2 separate regions of the Mus musculus genome follow, and region 1 is linked to region 2. The links are chromatin contacts, called in public HiChIP or PLAC-seq maps. All regions are on one chromosome and are shown on one strand. Each heading gives the region's core, a stretch centred on a gene start, on an enhancer-like site or on the middle of the called end of the contact. The rest is flanking DNA. Distances are from core to core; before and after follow the strand shown.

Region 1 (2,940 bases), core at 198-2,697, 1.1 Mb before region 2:
TTGTACCATGTCCTCATCAAATATATTCTAGCTTCTAGATTAGTGTTTTTGTGCGATTTCTGGGTGTGCAAATGAGAGAGTCTCTAAATCCTTCTCTTGGATTTGTTTCCTTCTATTGATTCATCCTGTCCAACTTTAATGTGACAGTTTTTGCTTTATATTTTGTTTTGTTATATTTTCTAAAATGAATATGAATGCACTAATGAAAACCCAGTCACTAGAGGAAGGGTTAACAACTAAATTGTCAATTATACCTGCTGTAAAAGGGGGAATTAGTTTTCTCCAATACAGTGATATTGGATTTATCAACTCTTCCAGGGCAGGACTCATGTTCAAGAATAGTTGATCAACATTTAATGATCTCCACAGTTTTGCTTTTGTATGTTTATGGTTTTATTTGATTACAGTTTAGTGGGTTTTTTTCTCTCTCTGTTTAGGTGTTTCTTTATTTTATTTTCTTGGATTTGGGAGTTTTTGTTGTGTTTGGTTTTGTTCTTGTTTGTTTTGAGAAAGAGCTTAAAGTTGGGTGGGTAGAGAGAGGATCTAGACGACTTGGGGTAGGGGAAGACTACGATCAAAATAAATTTAATTTTAACATTGATTTAAATAATGATACATATAATAAAGAAATAAAACATGTTATGGGAACCTCATCTCCAACTGTTCTTCAAAAACAGGATATTATTTTTTTTAACTTTGTCATTCTTAGTTTTAGTTTCTGACAGGTGAGCTTTTTATAATTCCAGATGAACTGAATTAAAACAGCAGGAAGGCAGCAAAGAAGTCTTTTGAGGAAGGGGGCGCTGTTTTCTGTTAGATCAGAGGATTTTTCTAGGAGTGGAGTGGGAAAGGGTGACAGGTTGACTGAGCCGCGCTTCCTGTACTTCAGGTTCTTGGGAGAACTCCTGGAGAGTCCAGCAGTAGTCTCTGGGCAGACAACAGGAGACAGACTAGGCTGGCAGGCATCTCATTGCTGCTGCAGCGTCCTCCAGCAGACAGTGGGTTCCTCCCTGACCTCCCCAGGAAACTCAGATCTTTGCTGGGACTCGCCAGGTAAGATAAAGATTGCTGTTGCAAGTCCTATTATCTAGCGTGCTCGGAAACACACCTCTGCTGAATTCGCCGGTGTGACCTCAGTGTGAATTCCTTAAGCTCTAAAACAGGGGATTGGGTGCATTTACGGTTTCCTAGGAGTCAAGTGGCTTCTGCATAGCACTTTGATGTATTCAGTGGACTGGAATCTGATTTCCACAGGTGGAGAGAAGAGCTTGGGACACTGTAGCTACTTTCTATGGACCTCATTTCTCCTTAAAGCTATACCTCCAGAAATGTAAGCTGTGTTTTCAATTCTGTCTCCAGCCTTGGAGTCCCGGCGTCAGCGAGCTTAGTAGCAGCGGGGAACGCCCCCTCCGGTGCGCATCCAGAGAAAAGCTGTGACACTCAGGCAGTGCCTGGGTGCAGATCCCTGTAAACGTGGGCGCATAAACCTCGAGTTTCGCGGGGCTGCTGAGTGGAATCCTGGTGGTCGCCTGCTCTCCAGCCCTCTCCAAGATGCATAACTTAACGCTTTTCGAGTCTGGAGGGGACAACGTGTCTTGCGGCGGCTCATCTTTGGGCTGTCCCAACGGGTCCAGCCTGGCTCCTCTGCCGCTGCCGCAGCCACTGGCGGTAGCAGTGCCTGTCGTCTACGGGGTAATTTGCGCCGTGGGACTGGCTGGCAACTCTGCGGTGCTGTACGTACTGCTGCGCACGCCGCGCATGAAGACTGTCACCAACGTGTTCATCCTCAACCTGGCTATCGCCGATGAGCTCTTCACCCTCGTGCTGCCCATCAACATCGCGGACTTCCTGCTGAGGCGCTGGCCCTTCGGGGAGGTCATGTGCAAGCTCATTGTAGCCGTCGACCAGTACAACACTTTCTCTAGCCTCTACTTCCTCGCCGTCATGAGCGCCGACCGATACCTGGTGGTTCTGGCCACAGCAGAGTCGCGCCGGGTGTCCGGGCGCACTTACGGTGCAGCGCGTGCTGTCAGTCTGGCGGTGTGGGCGCTGGTGACGCTGGTCGTGCTGCCCTTTGCGGTATTCGCTCGGCTGGACGAGGAGCAGGGTCGGCGCCAGTGCGTGCTGGTCTTCCCGCAGCCCGAGGCCTTCTGGTGGCGTGCCAGCCGTCTCTACACACTAGTATTGGGCTTTGCCATCCCGGTGACCACCATCTGTGCTCTCTATACCACTCTGCTCTGCCGACTGCGTGCTATCCAGCTAGATAGCCACGCCAAGGCCCTGGATCGTGCCAAGAAGCGCGTGACCTTGTTGGTGGCGGCGATTCTGGCTGTGTGCCTCCTCTGCTGGACGCCTTATCACCTGAGTACCATAGTGGCCCTCACCACCGACCTCCCGCAAACGCCGCTGGTCATCGGCATCTCTTACTTCATCACCAGCCTGAGCTATGCTAACAGCTGCCTCAACCCTTTCCTCTATGCCTTCCTGGACGACAGCTTCCGCAGAAGCCTCCGGCAATTGGTGTCATGCCGTTCAGCCTGATGCCCTTTCCACCTCTTTCCACCGCAGGCAGCACTGCCAGCTGGGTTCAGGAGAATTCCGGGACTGTGGTTCCCAAGTGCAGCCCGAAATCCTGAGGCCCATTCCAGGCATTCAGTACCACAGGCCCTACCCAGGACTGATACCACAGGCCCTAACCAGGACTGATCCGGGATTTGCCCGGCCTTGAGGTGAGGCTGGTGTGTAGCATGCCTGAGGACAGCTTGGGCCAGGGCACCTTACTATTTTGTCCCCACAGCTGAGGGCAGGGCTTGACACCTGAACGTAGGGTAAATGGTGGGGCAGTGTTGTTGGAACGTGATTTTAATTCTCTCTCTATTTCACTGTGAGTAGGCTCCTAGGATGTCCCAGGCATCTCTTCCTCAGCGTTAAGTCTGTGTA
Region 2 (2,921 bases), core at 394-2,893:
AGGCCAGCCTGGTCTACAAAGTGAGTTCCAGGACAGCCAGGGCTACACAGAGAAACCCTGTCTCGAAAAACCAAAAAAAAAAAAAAAACAAACAAACAAACAAACAAAAAAAAAAATAAAATCAAGTTCTAAAAATTTAACCTTTATATTTATTTTATGTGTACAAATGCTTTGCCTGCATGTATGCCTATACACCACATATATGCGACTCCTGTGGAGCCCAGAAAAGGGGTCAGATCTGTTGAGACTGGAGTTACAGCGAGCTGGAAGCCACTAAGTGGGTGCTTGGAACTGAACCCGCAGGCTGGTTAAGTGCAGCCTATGCCCTGAACCATTAAACCATCTCCCCAGTTTCATTGTAAAAGTTTGACAATCTTATACAACACAAGTTTCAGCCAGATAATCACTCAATTAAACAGAAGGCAACCCAAGGATTAATAACAGAAAATCCTAAGCTAAAGTTAGTGCTGCATAGTCCGGTCAGGGACTGGTGAAGTGTCCACACGGCACACACTGACCTCAAGTTTCTTCTCCAGAACCACAAAAGCAAAATGGGTTTGATAAGCCACCAAATTAATCTTTGAGCTGTGGCCCCACCTTCTTTGATTTTTCTCTTTTAAGGGATCATCTGCACTCTGATCTGGGACTTATGCTTCATGTTATTGCTATTTCTCTCAACAGAATCAACCGGTCTTTCTCAACCTGCTCCAAAACTGCACACTGCCTTTGCAAACATTCCACTCCTCTGGTATCCAATTCACATCCAAAGAGCAGTTAACAATTTTAACATGTTCCAGAGACAATCTCAAAGACGAGAAACTCAAGATAAGGGGGAAATTGTGGGTGTTTGTAAGCAGAAAAGCTGATCTCCTTGAGAAAATACTTGTTCCTACAATGTCAGCCTTCTTCAGCATACAACCCTTTGACCAGTAAGTAGCTGCACGACCCCATCTCCTTAGGTACTAACAATGGCACCTACCCTGTATCTCCCAATCCGTGAAGGAAAATAACCTAAAAGAGAATAAGACAAAATAAGCACACACTGGACTGTTACAGATTTTGTTAAGTTATAAAACCCAATGAAGGACCTAAAAACTTACAACAGAACACTATTCCACAAGCTATTTAATTTCTATACCCCTTCGTTTTAGCACTCAGAGGTCTCACACAGTCGGATAAAAGACAGCTGTCTCTAAAGTCAAGTCACGAAAGTCGAATTTTTTTCATCACAAAAGTTTCCGGGAGCAAAAGTTAATCTGAGCTCCTGCGGCAGGACAGACACTCCCGCTGCAGGTCGGCTGTTTCAGCACTGGACCTCGGAATTTGCTTCAGGGGTGGGGGTGAGAGTGCTAGGCAGGCAGGCGGCGCCCCGCCGGCTCCGATTCCCCGCCCGACCCCGGAGAGCCCGCGGGGCGGCGCGGACGCATCCACGCGCGGCGGCCTGGGTCTCGCTGGTGCCCCAGGCCCGGGCGCCGCCACTCACCGCGGCGGTGGCCTTCCGGGCGGCCGGCACAACGGCGGGCATCGGAGCGGACATGTTGTTGCCGCACATCCACCGGCTGGCGGACAGTGCGTCGGAAGCGGAAGGGAACTCGGGCTCCCGGCAGCCGAAAGTCCCAGCCCGCCCCTCCGGGCGCGCGCTCAGGCGCGTGCGCGCCCCCGCGCCGCCCTGCACTGTTCCTCGCGTTCGGCCCCGAGCTCGCGCCCCGATTCGGCCGCGCGTGCGCGTCATAGTGAGCCTTCCCGCACCGCGCTGGAGCAGTGCGGGCCGCTGCTAACCTCTCGCTGTCCATCCACGCCCGCAGTGCCTGGACCAGCGGCAGGTAGCAGGGACCGCTGCTGGGACCGCGGCTAGGCGGGGCGAGCTCTTGCTGTGGTCCCCTGCGCGCTTGACGCGTGACTCCCGATTTCACTTCCCCAGGCAGGTCAACGTTATTAACTAAAGGACAGGTATTCATTGAAATATAGCCGTTTTGAACACGGGGCAAAATCGCCACCCTTCTGCACAGCGCTGAATTTATTGCATATATAGTATGTATAACTGGGGAACGGTTCATGGCAAACATTTAAGGTCAAAATGTCATGACCTTCAGAAGTCTGCAATTCAGTGAGGAAACCAAATATACAGTTTTGACTGGAAAGGAGTTTGTGAACTAAGACTTAAAGACTAAAAGACTTAATTAAATTACACAGGAAAATCTAGGTCCTGAGAGATTTTGGAGTCTTATTCAAAACGGTTTTAAATCAGTCTTGCCCTTAAATATTGAAAAGTTTAAACATTCTCAAAAATGTTAAATTGATAACCCTCCCCCAAAATGGTAGTAATGTGATTCACAAGGCTTATGCCTCTATATATTTTTTGCTTTTTCGATACATGGTTTCTCTGTGTAGCCTTGGTTGTCCTGGAACTCACATTGCAGACCAGGCAGGCCTCAAACTCCTAACTCTACCTCCTGAGTGTGTTTGCCACCACACCCAGCAATGCCACTATATTTAAGTCAAACTGTTAGGTCTTTTCTTTGTGACTTTAAAAGAAAACACAACTGTCTTTAGCTCTCATTATGAACATAAAATGATCCAAGTCACTGTTAAGTAAGTTTCTCTATGATGAAATATGTAGAATTCCAGGAGCTACCATTATCTCACTAGAGAGGACAAGAATACATCAAGTTGGGGTGCCTGTCATCTGTGTCTTTTCCTATCTCAAAATCTCCAGTTCCTGCAATTTTTCTGGAGTTTTACATCCTCCAATGAGCTTGTTTCTTCTGTTCTGAATGGTTTCTTTCTTCCCTGGGTAAGGGAATGAAGTAAATATAAAATTTAGAAAAAAAATAGTTAATTATTCAGATCATGTGATTGTACAAAAGAAAAAGTAAGCCCAGTGGTGGTGGCGCACGCTTTTAATTCCAGCAGAGGCAGGT

Evidence for each region. HiChIP or PLAC-seq counts read pairs in DNA pulled down with a chosen protein or histone mark.
Region 1: an H3K4me3 HiChIP or PLAC-seq map of stem cell-derived neural progenitor cells shows a contact between it and region 2, with 4 times the contacts expected there. The contact joins the promoter of Npbwr1 here to the promoter of Lypla1 in region 2. A contact is called at or near these places in 7 of 39 promoter capture datasets (the 3T3-L1 cell line, 3T3-L1-derived adipocytes, cranial neural crest and 4 more) and 2 of 115 datasets of contacts at active chromatin or transcription factors (astrocytes and stem cell-derived neural progenitor cells).

What each region holds. Positions count from the first base shown.
Region 1 is chr1:5,915,905-5,918,844 of GRCm38.p6, reverse strand. Npbwr1 (neuropeptides B/W receptor 1) reads left to right here and starts at 1,447. Exons shown (of 1, transcript NM_010342.1): 1 at 1,447-2,940. The coding sequence starts at 1,552. The coding sequence ends at 2,541.
Region 2 is chr1:4,806,545-4,809,465 of GRCm38.p6, reverse strand. It overlaps Lypla1 (lysophospholipase 1), which reads right to left and starts at 1,643. Exons shown (of 9, transcript NM_008866.3): 1 at 1,484-1,643; 2 at 980-1,011. The coding sequence starts at 1,552.